Linked DNA regions of Rattus norvegicus: region 2 is linked to region 1. Evidence: chromatin contacts called from public Hi-C data. All regions are on one chromosome and are shown on one strand. Each heading gives the region's core, a stretch centred on a gene start, on an enhancer-like site or on the middle of the called end of the contact. The rest is flanking DNA. Distances are from core to core; before and after follow the strand shown.

What was found. Hi-C and Micro-C count contacts between places; a contact is called where the count stands out from the background.
Region 2: a contact with region 1 is called in a Hi-C map of liver, with 6 times the contacts expected there. The contact joins two enhancer-like sites. A contact is called at or near these places in 3 of 12 Hi-C or Micro-C datasets (hepatocytes and liver).

The regions. Positions count from the first base shown.
Region 1 is chr3:73,003,265-73,007,530 of GRCr8, forward strand. It overlaps a transcript of B3galt1 not described here. Among named protein-coding and RNA genes, the nearest start is that of B3galt1, 210 kb to the right of the region's middle. Within about 2 kb of position 1,742, at least 8 of the 93 cell types and tissues checked have an H3K27ac peak or open chromatin away from gene starts, as enhancers often do. A contact at or near this core is called in liver, where this site is marked.
Region 2 is chr3:73,173,844-73,178,261 of GRCr8, forward strand. It overlaps a transcript of B3galt1 not described here. Among named protein-coding and RNA genes, the nearest start is that of B3galt1, 43 kb to the right of the region's middle. Within about 2 kb of position 1,843, at least 1 of the 93 cell types and tissues checked has an H3K27ac peak or open chromatin away from gene starts, as enhancers often do. A contact at or near this core is called in liver, where this site is marked.

The sequences.
Region 1 (4,266 bases), core at 492-2,991:
TGGAAAGTTTTCCCTGTTTTTCCTGAGTTTGAAGAATATATTACTCTTTAATATTCAGAAAGCTCACCGGTGAAATAACTGATCCTTGGATTTTCATTGTTGGAGGTTTTTGATCGTTCAATCTCTTCTTGATTTCATTCAATTCTCTTTTTGATCTTCAATCTCTTGTTGTAAGTCTGTTCAGAGTTACTGTTTCTCCTTAAACAAATGTGGGAGCTTCCATGGTTTACCTTTGTGATTAGAAATCTTAGGAAGATTTCTTTCCTTTCTAATCACATGCTGTCTTCCCTTCCATCATCTAAGTGTAAATAAATCTGGAGGTCAGAATAAAGATGTTGGCTTGTTAAAAATCTGAAAGGCAATATGTTCTAATAATGCTAAGCCAATTTTCTCACCAAAAGAAATCAAAGGAGACAGGAGAGTATCTTTATCTTTTGTATAATAAATGCTTCCTAATTGTATATCCTCTGTACCTTAGAAAATATCCATAAGAAAACATACTAAATTTTACTTTCTGAAGACTTGTCTAGACTTACTTTTCCCCCTGTAAAGGGTAGATTGTTCTGAGCCTCCAGATAGAAAGAGCATGCAGAATTTATAAAAATTATTTTTTTCTGTGAAATATTTAATATAATTTACTTGTCATCTTCTTATCATGCTCCCATACCTGGAGATTGTTGAACAGTTTTGTATGCATGTCCAAATCTGGAAGAGCAGAAGCATAGGGGACACAGACTAGATGCTTTGTAATTACTAACCTCTGTGAAAAAATTTAATCAGGAAATATTACTCACACCGTAAAAAGATCTCTCATCTCACCTGCATCTTCATTATTTTGCCTAAACATCCACTACTTCTTAAATTCAGACTAAACCAAACTATCTTTTACTTTTTACATTCATCACAGAACAGTAAGCCACCTCAATCAGAGGGTAAAGTAAATTATGCCTTTCCATCTTCCCCTTCTTCGTTCCCTCCCTCTCTGTCCCATCTCTCACACACAAATGAGCATGTGCATGCACACACACACACACACACACACACACACACACACACCACACACACACACACACACACACACACACACACACACCAGAGCCTAGTTGCTTCACGAGTCTATTCACCCACTCAACTGTAAGGGAACACATACTCTATGATATAGAGGCACTGTATTAAGTAATGAGCACATGACACTGACTGTCACAGACTCAGCTCATGACTCCTTTTATCAAAGACTTGGTTCACTACTGTTCATCCTGTCCAGAGTTCAGCAATAGAGTTTGATAGAGTGGAAGCTAAAAGGTAATGTAGCCATAACTCTGTGCATCTCCTGCCCAGGAAACAGTTAATGGCATTATCCAGGAAGTATCATGGACTGCACAAAAGGCATGTGTTTGCAACTTGAACACTGACAAAGAAGCAATTCCTTCTGCTAAAGAGGGTAGAATAAATCTTCCCTTTGCCCTTGCACACCCTGAGCTGCTGATCCAGCAGAGAATGCTAAATGCTCACATCTACAGAAGGCTGCAGGGTCAACCAAAGCAACAAGAGCCACACTAGGGGTTAACCAGAACAGCACAAAACCAAAATTTTGCTGACCATACTGGGGAAAGCAAAGCCTTGAAGCCATTGACAAAAACTGTGCCCAGAAGAATCAAAACAGCCAAGAACTAATGTGTCCAACAGTAACTAAGAGAGTGGGGGTTGCCAGTCACAGAAAGGACAGTCTGGACCAAGAGCAGCTAAAGAGGTGAGGCTGTGTGAATCAAGTGCCAATGCCCTTGTCTCTGTGACACAGTACTGTGGATAGTCTGAGACTGAATCCCAGCTCCACCATTATGCCACTGTGACATTGGGTGCCTCATTGAACCTCTCAGAAGTTTAGACATTTTGTCTATAAAACAAGCTTACAAGATTGTGAGAATAAGAGAGAGTGGATGCAAAATAGGTATTGGTTAAAGAGCATGTGCTTTTTCTTCTGAAGGATGCGCTTTTTCTTCTGAAGGGATGCTCATCGCCAAAGCAATTCTTCAATAGTTTTCTTAAAGTTGCAGGCTCTCATCTGCTGGTCCACATCAGGGCTCAAAGCCAGATAACACCCTGCCAGGGAGATTTTAACTGTGTTTATTCTGTTTCAGTGAGGTGCGCCCTTTGATGGGTTTCCTAAATATTTCTCATATGTTTACCTGTATCCTTAATATTCCTCAGTGTTTGGTGTGCTTTATGGACAGACACTCATTTATTTTTGTTCTCACTGAGTGTCGTACTGTTATACATGGTGAGCCCTTAACAAATATTTAATATTCTGTATGCATCTCTTTACTTCATGTTTGCATATTTTTGTTTTAAAAGGTCATGAACTTAAAAAGAAACTTTGCAGATTTTTATATATGCACATGTATGTATGATGTATATAGCATATATCTATATCTACCCATATATTTATAACCATATCTATATTCAGTCTGTTCAGAAAGGTCCTCAACACACTGGTAGGTGCTACAGTTCCTGTTCACAGAAAGGAACACTTAAAAATGGGATGTTTGCAAGTATTTGCCTAAGTTAAAGTCTAGAAATATTACAAGTGAGAAGACACACATACTCTGCTTCAGGTAAAAAGCAGTCATTCTTTTTCTGAGGCAATTTTATTACATAAAAAGTACTTAATGTAAAACAATCTGAAGAAATTAAGACTAAAGCAGTAGTTGTCATCAGCGTGGACCCTTACCAGAGTTCCTCGTATTCTTTTAGTTGTTACTAATTTTACCCTTTGGGCTTACAGACAATGGTTGTAAAACCCAGAACAACTCTGTGAGCAGGTGTATTGCAGCCCAACCTTGGCCGTGATGATCTTGTAGCGAATTATTTTTTAATATGTAGCTTCTCGCCAAGCATTGCATAATCTGTTTGAGTTGCCATCGTTAGGAAATGGGCAAAGAACAGCAAGCATTTCCCTGAATCACAGAATTACAACAGCCTGCAGAGCAAAGGCCTTTCAGAAGTCAACAGCTCCCCACCCCATGTCCCCTGCCTCATGCTACTCCCCACTCCCACATCCACAGGAGTCCGTGCAGGCCTGTCCTGCTGGTATGTCCCCCTGTCTGCTGAGCAGTACCTGCATCCAGAGTGAGGGACAGAGCCTGAGTTCCTTAAAGCCACAAGAATTAAAAGCCTCCAAACTATGCTACTAGTGTTATGTAAGCCACCACTGCCGTTATCATAATGAGAGATGGCCAGCTTGCCTCTGCAGGATTCTGCTAGCTCAGTTGATGATCACAGGGTGGCCAGAGTCTCACTGTTCAAGTTTTGGACAGGTGATAGTACTAAGCCTTTGATTTGAGGGCCTAGTGAAAATAGTCCTGGGCATTAGTCTTATTAAATGAGAAACTGCTGATACAGGGCTGACTGTTGACCTGGCCATTCTAAAGTGGGAGTGGAGTGCCTGTTAACAGTGCAGGATCAAAGTTCCTCTTAGGGGGTAATGCTGTTCAAGCTTAAACACCTACTACTCACAGTGCAATCTTGGGCATCTTAATTTCTGTGTGTCTGTCTATCCTTCCATTAAAAATATTAATCTTATATGGAATCTAGGATTGTGGTGAGGATGAAATAATACTTGTAATGTCTGTCCTGTATTTGGGACTTAGAATATATTCAGTAACGATGATGGTAGCAACTCCAAGCCTCATTGAAGGGACATAGAACAAACCACAGGGTTTGTAGCCACTTCTGCTCCATTGACAGGCTCTACAGCTATTAAGGCTGCATTCTGAGACTCTTCCCCATGAGTGTCTGTCACTCCTCCCAGCCCCAGAATGAATGACTGGGGGGAGGGGGTGCACAAAAGTCCTGTGTATCTACAGCCACAGTTTTATTCTAACATACCAACACGTCTGTTTGCTTTTTCTCTTTAACTTTCCACTGTCCTCTTTCGACTTTTCGGTTCTCTAACAATACCCTCTTCCATATTCCCTCCAGTGGAGACACTATCCACTAGATCAGTAATGTGTAATGACTGTTCTTCTCTAATTGCTCTGAGAGCACAGAGAAGGCCCCTGTGGGAAAATTAATCACCAAATGGCATCAGTAAAGAGAAGGAGGGGAATTGATGAATATTGTTCCAAACAGTATTCTGTCATGTAAATTGGGAACTACACTTAAAAAGAGATTCTTACTAATATCCTTTCAAATCTGGTTAATCCTAAGAGAGGAAAAGTATTATATTCAAGAAGACTTACAAATCTCATTCGGTGAAAATTATTGACT
Region 2 (4,418 bases), core at 593-3,092, 170 kb after region 1:
ATGGAAATTGCGATAGGTTCTCACCTCAATATGTATTTAAAAACCCCATTATCCCTGTGTATCCCCAACCTCACACACCACTTTCATTGAATTATCCTGGGAAGAAGCCACCATGACAAACCAACTATAATCTCTTGACATTGGGCAGAGAAGGGTTCTGTAAAGGTTTCTTTAGTGTCCCAACACAAGTTGAATAGCAAGGTGAAAGAATTATTCATTCTCTTTGGTTCATAGATAGGTAGGTCCCGGATACAATAGGTAATATTGTAGTTCTCACATGGGTATATTGATATGACATCTGGTAGTGCAGTCTTTCTGTGAAGCCAGGCTTCATGTAAAGTGTATGGACGAGTCAGTGCCCAGCATATGAGTTTAGAACCTGGTGACTATGATTACAGGCAGTTTCAGAGATTATAAGGTATAAACGTAGATCCTAGGGGAAAATAAGGCATAGGAGAGAGAGGGCTTGGAGGCTGGTCTTCCCAGATCCCAGTGGGGCAGTTGATATCATGTTATTTGATTATTTCCTTTTTATTATTTTAAATTTTAAATTAATATTTGAATGCATGTTTTTCAATAGTTCAAGCAACACAGAAACATAGGGAATGAAAAGAAGACCCTTTGCAATGGCTTTCACACTAGCCCTCTTCTCTCCCCAGAGATCAATCCTGTTAATTATTTCCTAAGTGTTTTAGTTTGAGATCATGCCTAAATATTAAGACAATATAACAAAGTGTTTTTACTATTTATATAGTGGGATACAATCATAATTAAAAATCTCATCATATTTATCATGTCCACACTCTTTTATATATCCCTATGATATTACAATTGCTTCATCAGAAATTCTAGAGAAATTCAAGGAGTTCATCTACTCCAGGAAAGATGACTCCTTAATATTTAAAATGCTGTTATCAGTGCTGCTGCGATGTTTTTACGCTCCCTAGATTGAAAAATAATCTTAACAAAATTCTCCAATGAGGCTGATGGTACTTTAATGGAGTTGAGTTGGTGGTTTTTAATTATATATATATATATATATATATATATATATATATATATATATATATATGAAAAGTTTATTGTGCCTACAGGTATGAGATATAATAGAAAGTACAAATAATGACAGGTATGCAGCATGGGAAAACCATGACCACCCATTCACACACCTCCTAACCCCTGCCACAATCGTCACCACACACATACATCTTGGCTGGGATATACCAGTATCAGGCTAGAAAATTCCCACTGAGGAAAGAAATTCACTTAAAGTAGCTCTTTAAAATCATCAACAATATAATTGTAAGTGGGTCATTGTTTGATTTTTCGATATTTATGTAAAGCAGATAGACTTTCTGTTCCAAAATAGCTGTTGTGTTTTGATTAGAGCATCAGAGTTTTCAAGGATGTCATGTCTCAAATGGTGTAATCACTTATACATAAGTTGATAATTGCTTTACAAAAATAAAAACCGTTGCAGTAGTAGTGGCAGAACGTGGGCCCATGTGGAGTCTTCTTTCAACCTTCAGGTTTCAACATGTTTACCTCTATTGTTTTAGAAAATATGGTGCTGGACTTTGGATGTTAAGGTATTTGTGCTCTTCGTGTAAGGAAGAGAGGAAAGAACCCTTGTGCCCATGCTCTCTGGTGGAGCCTGGTCCGAGCCGGGGCTGTATAGCATCTTACAAAGCTCTCTGACCTTCAGCAGATGGTTTTGCTCTGCATGCTTGGTTTCATTAGCTTCCTAAGCAAAAGCCTGAGAAATGAAGGAACACTCAGTCCATTTATCCAAACCTCTCCCAAGAAACACATTCCTGTTTATAGAGTACTCTTCACTGACCCATTCATACTCTAAGCCTATCACGTGTCACAGTTCCACTGAATCGTGAGCGGGATGGATAAGGCCCACATTTAGCCGCATGAAAGGGTTGCTTTTCTCACATGGGGTGGAAACCCAGGTCTCCTGTTTTCATTAGTATATTTTTCCATGAAATAACACACAAAGTATAAACACATTTGCCCTGAGATATAATGCCTCAAATCCACCCCCCTCCCATGGAAAAGAAAGTCAGCTTCTATGTATTTGGAAAAGAGATCAAGAGTGATTTAATCATTTTCTTAAAGCAACTAACTATGCTTAGTTTAATGTATACAGGTAAAAGTGGGTGACTCAGTGTAGCCGTTAAATTTAACAGTGGTCTCTCTAGCCATCTGTGTACTACAAAGCACATTACTGTTCATTACCTCCAGTTTAAGTTTCAGTTGCATCTACAAAGCCTCCGAGCTCCTACTTGGTGCCCCCACACAACAAAAACACAGAGACTCAAAGACAGTTTATCAGATAATTTTAATAGAGTCCCAGAAAATTCTGCACGTGTTCCCGAAGGTTGTCGATTGCTATCTTGGCAGAAAAATAGTTTTTTTTTATCTCATATCTGTCCAGTTAAAATGTATGACTTACTCATGGTAAGAAATCAAGCAAAAACAATCACACAAGAACAAAGCATTGGGACTTAGCACCCTTATCCAGATCTGAGCCCGAATAGGTTGCCCAGACCTCAGAGATATTCAAGGCATAGAACCATACACAGCAAGGTGTTATATTTCTCCTGAGAAAGAAAGGCTGAGTGGCTGCAAAGACCCTTAGCAAACAGAAGTATAAAGTTCACAACTTGGAAAAATAGTGTAAAATTTTATGAAACATGACGTAGGTATGACTGTATTCATGTATCATACCTGTAGAACACATAAGATTATAAATCTTCCCTTATGAACTTTTTTCTAATTTGTGTTCTCTCTCTGTCTCTGTGTGTGTGTGTGTGTGTGTGTGTGTGTGTGTGTGTGTGTTCTGAAGGTCAGAGAACAAGTAGGAATCATTTCTTTCACTATATGGATCTCAGGATTAAACTCAGGGCACCAGATTTGGCTGGAAGCGCCTCTGCCCACCTAACCATCTCTTTGTCTCTTTGTACCTGAATTTTACTCTTGAGTTCTTGGCTGATATTCATTCAGATTTAGTTCACCCTGGAGATCGTTTATGTTTATGGGCTTCAGCCGTCTTTGTTTTCCAAAGGAAAAAGACTTAAACAATGGTTCTAACCATTTTATCGTCTATTCTACAGTATTCCTAAACTTATTTCTTCAAAACTGTAGTTAAGGCCTGACAGACACTTTCACAATGTCAGGTTTATCCATCTAACCCTTCTGCAGCCTAGAGAGGAGAATGTGTCTAACATGGATATAACACGAAAGCTTTTTGGTTTTGCTAGTGTTATTGTTGTTTGTGTCGCTTGAGATGGAGGATTGCTATATAGTGCAAGCCTGGCTCCAAATGTGAGCCCTCTTTGTCTCCCTCCTGAATTTAAGACTTGTGGAGATCCACCACCACACCCAGCAGATACGCAATTTACTTTCACACTGAAGTGCTCATTAGAGCTTAGCCTATTGTGGCCAGAACTCAACTCCAAAAAGTATCATTAATCTTAGAATATAGAACTCACTGTTCAGTGTGCCCATTAAGTACAAAAGGGAGTTTCTTTGGAAATCCCACTCTTTCCAGTGCATACCTCCTGCACACTGTTGAAACTCCCCTGCCATGGCTCGAAGGTCAGTAGAGTTTGTGGAATCCACACTTAGGTAAAGAGAACGTTTCTGTTCCAGGTACATGCTACTTGCTGGTCAGCTGGAAGACATGTTTATGCTATCAGTCTTGTTTGAATGTTTCTTGGACAATATGATATTGGCCTATTGTTTTTCCCATTGTCCTTAGTAGTAATGGATGTCATATACATTTGTAAAAAAAAAAAAGAAAGAGGGATCTAAAACAAAATGTCCACAGAAAACTGAAGCAAAGAACGTTCCCAGTCAGCCTCATCTCCTTATACTCAACTGCATCCAGAATGTTGATGTCAAAAATCAGATGTGCGACTCCATGAGTACTCATAGCATTGTTGACTTTTATCAGTGTTTGTAAAATGGTTGAGTGTGGCCAAAGCAGTCAATCTGGCAGTAGTAGACCCAATGAAATAATAAAGCCTTTTAGACTCCTAGAATGTTCATAATTTTAAAAAGTAGCCTCTACCATCAGGTCAGGAGATCCCATCGTTTAAAAGTCTGACAACCATGCATGTACAAGGATTGATTTCATTCATCAGAATTTGCTTGAAACAAGGTTATTTGTTAACAATTTATTTACCAAGGCTTTTATTTTCTAAGTCACTAAAACGTTCACATTCTCCAAGAGTATCATGAAATTATATAAAAAATTTTCAAGGTTCATGGGATAATATATTATTTGAACAGTAAGATCTTAAAAACAAGTTGGATTTTTCTATCTTCCTTTTAAATATTCAAGATCAAGCACATGAATCACACTTCATACGAAATGGGGGGGTTGAATACTGAAAGAGTTGCTCCTT